2 separate regions of the Drosophila melanogaster genome follow, and region 1 is linked to region 2. A link is a contact called in public targeted proximity ligation data. All regions are on one chromosome and are shown on one strand. The core of a region is the stretch at or near the end of the contact, and the rest is flanking DNA. Distances in the headings are between cores, read along the strand shown. Region 1 holds the start of comm2. Region 2 holds the start of Tollo (tollo).

What was found.
Region 1: a contact with region 2 is called in a targeted proximity ligation map of the Kc167 cell line, with 3 times the contacts expected there. A contact is called at or near these places in 20 of 107 Hi-C or Micro-C datasets (the Kc167 cell line, the ML-DmBG3-c2 cell line, the OSC cell line and 4 more) and 3 of 7 datasets of targeted methods (all in the Kc167 cell line).

What each region holds. Positions count from the first base shown.
Region 1 is chr3L:15,698,422-15,702,669 of dm6, forward strand. comm2 reads right to left here and starts at 1,429. Exons shown (of 2, transcript NM_140544.2): 1 at 781-1,429; 2 at 1-39. The coding sequence starts at 1,240.
Region 2 is chr3L:15,233,809-15,238,542 of dm6, forward strand. Tollo (tollo) reads left to right here and starts at 1,811. Exons shown (of 1, transcript NM_080018.2): 1 at 1,811-4,734. The coding sequence starts at 2,313.

The sequences.
Region 1 (4,248 bases), core at 179-2,678, 460 kb after region 2:
CAATGGTGCACTGCGTCGAGCCATTTGCATTGTTGCGATCTGCAAAACAAAGAACAATAATTGTTTATTAGTATTTGCCTTCGTTGGATTGGAGTTGACTGGGCGAGATTAATGAAGACCTCGACCCAGTTGCAATATTACAATTGCTTCTGCCCGCATTTGTTTTGCCCTATTTGCTGGCTTTCATTTCCATTAACTTTTTAAATATTTTCTCTTCGCTGCATTCTTTTTCATAATTGCCTTGGCACCGCTTTCGAATTAAACTCGAGGTAGACGAATTTCTCTGAAATTTTTTGCCGCACTTTTCTGCCATTTCGTTGGCGATGTGCTAATTTTTTTCCAAGGTTTCGTGACTTTTTAGGCCGCATCACGAACTACAGAAAATTGGTGTTTGTTCTTGAACCTGACGACAGTTAACGAAATACTTCGCTTTTACGACCTCAAAAAAAAAAAAAAATAGATTGACGTAACAAAGTGAATCATTAGAGATGTGGAAGCACTTAAGACGGAATAAAATACGAAAAGATTTCCACTTCTAATGGAGTATATTTCCCTGATGACGGTTGAAGTCAGGTCACCTAATTTCAGCAATAAAATCGTTTATAATGGCCTGGAATTTCGACTTGTTTATGTGGCTTGAATTGTGTGAGTGTTTTTTTTTTTTTTTTTTTGGCAGTACTGGCTAATCAAAACAGGCAGTCGATAAGATCTTAATCTCAATTAACAAATATATACGGATGCCATATGAACATTTTCCCATTTCTAATGCGGAATACTTACAATTGCGTTTCCAGGTGCGGAACTGATGGTACAGGAAGCAGGAGCAGATGCAGAAGACCATCGAGATGAGGATCAGGGTGAAGACGATGCCGATCCACACCTCGTTCATGAATTTATCGTACTCCAACTGCTGCTGCAGCTGATCCACACTGCTGCTGTCCAGAATCACCCGATTGGCCAGATCGAAATCCATGATCTCCTCGCTGGTGGAATTCCTCGGATGGCTGACTTCGTTGAGCTGATGCTGATGTTTCAGTTGGATGGAACTGAGGATCTGCTGGCCAATCTGTTTCAGGAAATCACTGCTGGAGATGGCATCCAATGTGGTGATGGTCGGGGTGGAGGCTTCAGGAGAACTTCTCCCGCTGTTCAGAATCTTCTGAGCTGCGGCACCGGCGTAATGATCGAAATGCAAATCGTGCGAGAGTTCGTAGTTTAATGCGCGCGGCAATTCCTCCATGGTTTACTTTTATATCGGTCGACTGGCGGGTGTAATCTCTATTTGTATCTATATCTCTGCTGTTGTATCCGTTGCGGCACACTTTCACTGCTGCGATATCGGTATCTGTATCTCGTGGATCGTTCTTAGTCTCCGGTTTCTTTAAACGAACGCACACGTCCGTCGACGTCTGAGTCTACAAACAAACTGATTTGAGCGGCCGATCGTCGAGCGGTCAAGCCGAGCAGCTCCACGAGTTTAACTCCATTCCACTCAAGAGAGAACCGAACCGAGCCGACTCGAGTCGATCCGATCCGATCCCATCCGGTCCGGAGTGTAAATCCAAATCTACCTGGCCAAGATCTCGATCACTCCTCTCTTCTTGCTCATTTGCCGCTCGGATACGCATCGCTGAGAACGTTCTCTCGCCGTGAAACGATCTTGTATCTTGTAATTCCCATTTCGATTCCGATTCCCGGAGCGCATCTTTTGTGCTCCCACAGAAACTGACAATGCCCAGGAATTATGGGACCATAATTGGCGTTACAAAGCGGCGCACATGTTGCTCAAGCAGAAGAGAGGGAAAAGGGAGAGGATTTGGGATGGGAATAGGGATTGGGAAGGAGAGAGGATAGAGGGACTACCCTGTGGCATCGATCTTCATTTCTCTGGCGGCTCCTTCGATTTCGGATCGTTCTGCAGCCGGGCAAATGACATATCTCCATTTCCTTGCAGTCGAAAAAAATAGGGAAAATTATTTTGTCAATAGGAAATTATAGAATGTATTGTATATTGAAAAAATTGAAATATTAATTATGTCGAAAAAGGAGCAAGGACTTACATGATAAGTGACTATACCCAAATGTATGACTTTAAAATTGATTTAAAAATTTGATATAAGCATCAAATACTAAAGGTGTTTAAATAATTATTCGTTTTTTTGTCGATCTTTCTTGTCATTATTCGAACTTTTATGGGTATCTTAGAAATTTCTTCCTCAAATTTCACGGCACATTTTTCCGCTAGGTGTACAGTTCAGTTCTTGTTCCGCTGCATTGTTCGCCGGGGAAAGAGAAATTATTGCTGTAGGATAATGTGTTTGTGGGACTGTTGTTGTTGCCCAAAGGGGCCCGAGACTTCTCTTCTTCTTCTTCAATTTTGTCTTATTTTTTCCTTTTGGCTCGGTGGAGTTTTAAATTACAGCTACGTGCAGATATCTTATTTCGGGCAGCAATTTTGTGGGCGACGCGATGATCACCTGGCTTTGGGTTGATCACTTTTTGGCGATAGCAGCAGGTAGGGTTAGGTCTTTGCTTTTGGATCTTGAGAATGGAACCGGGAACGGGGATTGGCACTGAGGATCGAGTAGATACAATAGTTGTCCATTTATGGGATTGATGTGTGTGTAATTGGAGGTTTTGTGGATGAGCAGGGAAAGCTGACGGGGGATTATCCTTGCAATCAAAGAGGCGCAGACTAGGGTATGACATAATCTTTGGAAAATGGTTTCGGGATTGCCTCTTAACGGTTGTCAATGCAAATACCAAGACATTAAAGGTAGCATATTTAAGTATTGAAATAATTATTTTACTTAAACTTCTATGAGCCTCTGGAACTAATTTCCCACCGAGTCGCAAAATTAGCTGTACTGGTTGGTGGTAAAACACATTTCTAAGCATTTTCTCCGGCCCCATAACAGCCCAATAAATCAACTATAACTCTATAGCCATCCCCTAATAATTAACTTTGAAGTGCCCCCTCCGAAATGCGTTGCCATTTCCCATTACGAGGCCCCCGTCGATAAAAATCACATAAATACAAGCACTCAAAACAGGCCGGATAAGATCAGCACCCGCTGGAAGATTGAGGAGAAATTGCTTTTCAACAAGACAGAGTCTAAGATGAATCTTGTTGCGATTCACAAAGGATTGCCTATGGTCTCCGGGCTCAATGCTTCCTGATGAGCTCATCGAAGAGCGGCCAGAAGTGAGCAGTTCTTATCACGATCGGCTAATCTCGTTGAGGAAATGAATCAGCAGAGAGGCTGGGGAGATTAGCAAAATGCCGGAGGTTGTCTGCGCAACGATGACGTCTTGAAGACAGAGGACAGACAATTATCCGGGCATTCTTCTCTGGTTAGTGCGGCTAACCCATATGGGCGAATACCAGTCCCAATACCATTCCGATTCCAATTCCCATTCCCTGCACTTAAAACCGCCCATCTAAGTACGCCAGGTATGCGGTTCTTTTGCAATCAACTGTCACGGACCGTGAGAAGAGACAATGGCAATTTAATTAAGGAGGCTAAGGCCCGCCTTGGGTTTTCTTGGGCCTTAACCTATTCTCAGGGTAGTTCGGTAGCTTCGGCATATATATATATGTATGTGCATAATGTATATCTGAGTTCCTCCGCATTGTGGTCTTGTCTTCGCGCCGCTTTCTTTTTCTTTCTCCGCACGTCGGCTTAGTTGACCGACTTGGGCCAAGTAGCTTTAATTTAAGACCCTAATGAGCCATTTAGGCATTCTGGGCTTTGTGTCTTCAATGCCGACTACTGTGTTTTGGTCGTCTCCCTGCCCGCGAACAAAACTTAAATTAATGAGTCCCCGGCCAGTTGGTGTCTTTAGTCTTTGGTCTTTGGATCTGGGGGCTTGGGGTTTAGTCGCTCGGTTTTGGGGGCCTCATTTTCGGATGCGGGTGATGCTCAGATGCTCTGATGCTGATAAAGCTGCTTAATTTTTCACTGACTCTGAGATCGGGGTCTCTGGGCTGCTTTGCATAATGCAGCCCCGCCATCGAGCAACAATTTTTACATAGTTTATTAATTTTTCGGATTTCGTCTAGGGTATTCTCATTCCCCACCGCCACCTTCTGTCGCCAGTCAACCGCTTCTGACACTAATAAATCGGCTTAAATTTGATCTTGAGCGGTGTATTTTTGATTCCCGACCTAGCTGAGGGCACTTTGTATCTCAGGGGCTCCGTGTGTGCATTATTGATGATGGCGACTGACCTTAGCTAGAAGCTGGC
Region 2 (4,734 bases), core at 561-3,060:
TAAGCTTCCGATTGATTATAAAACACTTGTTGCACTTATTTTTTCGAACCCAGCTGTTTGTGTGTTCTGTTTAATCCGGTAGCGATCTGTTTTGCTTGGCGCATTGTTTTGGGAAAGTTTGAAAGTGCGGTTACAGCATATGGGCAGCCAGATCATGCGAAAAAATATATCAGATTTGGACTCGTACTCATACTTGTATTCGGACCCCTTCGAACTTTAGGTCGGCTCCATCTGCGGCTCAGCCACCGCCACCTCATAATGAGTAAGCCCCCCGAGTTTGAGATCTCCCCGACAAATCTCGATTGCCCGGCCAGCCGGTCCGGTTCGGTATTGAAGAAAAATACCAACGGTCCGAGTTCGAGTCCCAGCCCCAATCCAATCCCACCAACTGCTGCGGCTGCTCTCATAAATCAAGAAAAATCAGTCAATTTTTTTGTGGGTTCGCGTGTGTGAGTGTGCGCCTATATCAAACTGACATTGGCTGAATTAACAATTGATTTCAATAATTTTTTATGATTATTCTCTGCTTTTTTTTCGTCTCGTTTTCGGTTTTTGTGGCTGTCTGCAAGGCAAGCAAAGAAAAGCCGAAGATCAGCCGCCACTTGCACTCGAATCCGTCGATTCAGCAAATCGGTTCTCTTTCGTTTCTCTCAACGGATATATCTCATCTGCTGAATATGGAAAAACACTCAATTGCGCTGAGTACTCAACGCTCAGCTGGGTTTTCGTGGAGTAGAACTCGTCTAACCGGTGTGACGAGTGTCAATGTCTCATTGGAATTGAAATTGTTTGCTCGGCTTTGACGCTCAGCGGAACCGACAGGCGGGAAACGGCGGGGAGGCACATAGTGCGCACAGTGGGCCCAAATCGGCAAGGTGCCAGCTGTGGGTGTGAACCTGCTGGGACGGGGAGTTATTGTCCAAAGATCAAGGTTGTTTTGGCGTGACAAATATTTGAGGTGTGGACTAATTTGATTTGTATTTAAAGCCACGACACCGGAAATCGTATAAGATAACTGCAGAGGTCCTTCCTTAGATTGTTTGTCCGTATCGAATTGGTATTTGAATTTATTTCCTATTTTCATACTATATACAATTTTAAACATTATTATATTATAATAATAATAATATTTAATTCTAATTTATAATTAAACATTATTCATGAGTCAAATGACCTTTATTCTCCAGAAGTATAAGTTGTGGATTCTTTTATTCCTATACTTTTGAATAACTGCTTTGAAATTTTCTTTGTGGATTACAGTGCCGCACTTGTTACATATTTCATATTATTTAATAGTTGTCCCATCCATCTACTTCTCTAGGGAACTTTTTTTATCAGATCGGGAGATCGCTATACAGATCTAGCATATCGATTTACCTATTCCTTCCGTCGGCATCCTTGACCCTAAAGTATTGCAGATTTGGAATATCCTTGGTCTTAAAATTACACATGTTTCTGTAGACTAATATCACCTGCCCATCTCCCGCGATCTCACTTCCTCACATCTTCCATCTTTGCTTTGCTTTGTTGCAAAACCCCATGCTAATTCTACCTGCCCACCGAGTGCAATTCGTTGCTATTCGGCCCACTGTGCACTGTGGGCCATTACGTGCAATGCGTTTGCGTTCGGATTGCATAGTTTTGTTTACTCGATCGCATCTCGCTCTAGTTCCTTGGTTCTGTGTGCGTGCTCAATGAGTGCTCACTTACTCATTTACTCAGGTACTCAGCTACTCACTCACATAGTCACTCAGGCGGATGAGTGATTTTCAGCGGCACTTGCTGCTGGCTGAAAACCGGAGAGAGCGATCAGTTTTTGAGTTGACTTCGAGCCGAGCGGACGCGCGTTTGTCGTTCAGCGGATGAAATAGAAAAAAGAAGAAGTATCGCTTCGAGAAAAATTGGAACACAATTTATCAATCGCGCTATCGCACCCCCCACTTGGATTACGGTCAACGCGAAACAACTGCAAAGCAATAAAATTAAGATATAGAAATCGAAAAACGAATGCAACCGAAATCAAAAGATATAAGAAGATAAAGAAAATTACATAGCCAGCGGGAAGAAACAAGAAAATCGTTTTAGATCAAGCATTAAATCGGTTGATGTGGTGTTGTTGTGAAAAGTGGCGATTGTGCAAAGCTGCGCTATAAAACCAAACAAAAAACAAAATAATTTAAAAAATCCCAAATAAGCACACACACAAAATGGGCGAAAAATAGAACGAGCAGTGAAAGACCAAAAGAAGCCCCTCATAACCTCCCCGATTAACCAAAATCGAAACCCCATTCGAAGTTTAGGAACCACCAAAAATGCTGGCCACCACCCACATGCTGTACGTGCTGATTGCCACCTGTGTAATACCCATTTTCGGGGCAGCCCTCAGCAAGACGGTGTTGTACCAGGCTCCCGATGAGTGCCGCTGGTCCGGCGGCGGGGAGCATGACATCACTCTGGTCTGTCACCTGAGGACCATCAACTCGGAGCTGGAGAACACCAACTTTAGCGTGATCCAGCCGCAGAACACGGTGCGCCTGCGTCTGGAGTGCAACGATGCCCTGTTCTTCCAGAGCAGTCTGAGTCCGGATAGCTTCAGATCGCTGGTGGAACTCAGGGATCTCACCATCGAGTACTGCAAGCTGGGCAATCTCACGGATGGATCTTTCCGTGGTCTGCAGGAGCTGCGAAACCTCACGATTCGCACGCACAATGGCGATTGGTCCACAATGTCGCTGGAGATGGCATCCAATAGCTTCGTGGAGTTCCGCCAGCTGGAGCGTTTGGATCTGAGTCTCAACAACATCTGGCTGATACCGGATGGCATGGTGTGCCCCCTGAAATCCCTGCAGCACCTGAATGCTTCGTACAACAAAATTCAGGACATCAGCAACTTTTACTTCAGTGCCTCGCTCAGTTCGCGGAAGGCACGAGTTTGCGGCTCCACACTGCAAAGTTTGGATCTGAGTGCCAACAAGATGGTCAGCTTGCCCACGGCAATGTTATCGGCTCTGGGCCGACTGACCCATCTGAATATGGCCAAGAACAGTATGAGTTTTCTGGCCGATCGCGCCTTCGAGGGTCTTCTTTCGCTGAGGGTTGTGGATCTTTCGGCGAACCGATTGACCTCTTTGCCGCCAGAGCTCTTCGCGGAGACCAAACAACTGCAGGAAATTTACTTGAGGAACAATTCCATCAATGTACTGGCCCCAGGAATCTTCGGAGAGTTGGCTGAACTTTTAGTTCTCGACTTGGCAAGCAACGAACTGAATTCCCAGTGGATCAATGCTGCCACATTTGTGGGTCTCAAGCGTCTCATGATGCTGGATTTATCGGCTAATAAGATCAGCCGCCTGGAGGCTCACATCTTTAGGCCCCTGGCCAGTTTACAGATCCTGAAACTGGAGGATAACTACATCGATCAGCTGCCGGGGGGAATCTTCGCGGATCTCACCAACCTGCACACACTGATCCTCTCGCGCAATCGCATCTCAGTCATCGAACAGCGCACTCTGCAGGGCTTGAAGAATCTACTTGTGCTCTCCTTGGACTTCAACAGGATATCCCGAATGGATCAGAGATCCCTGGTGAACTGCAGCCAGTTGCAGGATCTGCACTTGAACGACAACAAGCTGCAGGCGGTGCCCGAAGCTCTGGCCCATGTTCAACTACTCAAAACCCTCGATGTGGGCGAGAACATGATCAGTCAGATCGAGAACACTAGCATCACCCAGCTGGAGAGTCTGTATGGCCTCCGGATGACGGAGAACTCTCTCACCCACATCCGGCGAGGAGTTTTCGATCGCATGAGCTCCCTGCAGATCCTTAACCTGTCCCAGAACAAGCTAAAGTCCATCGAGGCTGGTTCACTGCAGAGGAATAGTCAGCTTCAGGCCATCAGACTGGATGGAAATCAGCTAAAATCCATTGCTGGCCTCTTCACGGAACTGCCCAACTTGGTGTGGCTGAATATCTCGGGTAATCGTCTCGAGAAATTCGATTACTCGCACATTCCCATCGGATTGCAGTGGCTGGATGTTCGGGCCAATAGGATCACTCAGTTGGGCAACTATTTCGAGATCGAAAGCGAACTGAGTCTGAGTACCTTTGATGCCAGCTATAATCTGCTGACGGAGATAACGGCTAGCTCTATACCAAATAGTGTGGAAGTTTTGTACTTGAACGATAACCAGATCTCCAAGATTCAGCCGTACACGTTCTTCAAGAAGCCCAATTTGACGCGGGTGGATTTGGTGAGGAATCGCTTGACCACCTTGGAACCCAATGCTCTCCGCTTGTCACCCATCGCCGAGGATCGTGAGATTCCGGAGTTCTATATTGGTCACAATGCTTACGAGTGTGACTGTAACTTGGACTGGCTGCAAAAGGTGAATCGTGAGTCGCGTACTCAGCCGCAACTCATGGACTTGGACCAGATTCACTGCCGGTTGGCTTACGCTCGAGGATCTTCACATGTCTCCCTGATAGAGGCCAAGTCCGATGATTTCCTTTGCAAATACGCCTCACATTGCTTTGCCCTGTGCCATTGCTGCGATTTCCAGGCGTGTGACTGCAAAATGGAGTGCCCGGATAGGTGTTCCTGCTACCACGATCAGTCCTGGACATCGAATGTGGTGGACTGCAGCCGGGCTTCCTATGAGCAGACTCTGCCATCACACATTCCCATGGATTCCACTCAGCTGTATCTGGATGGAAACAATTTCCGGGAGCTGCAGA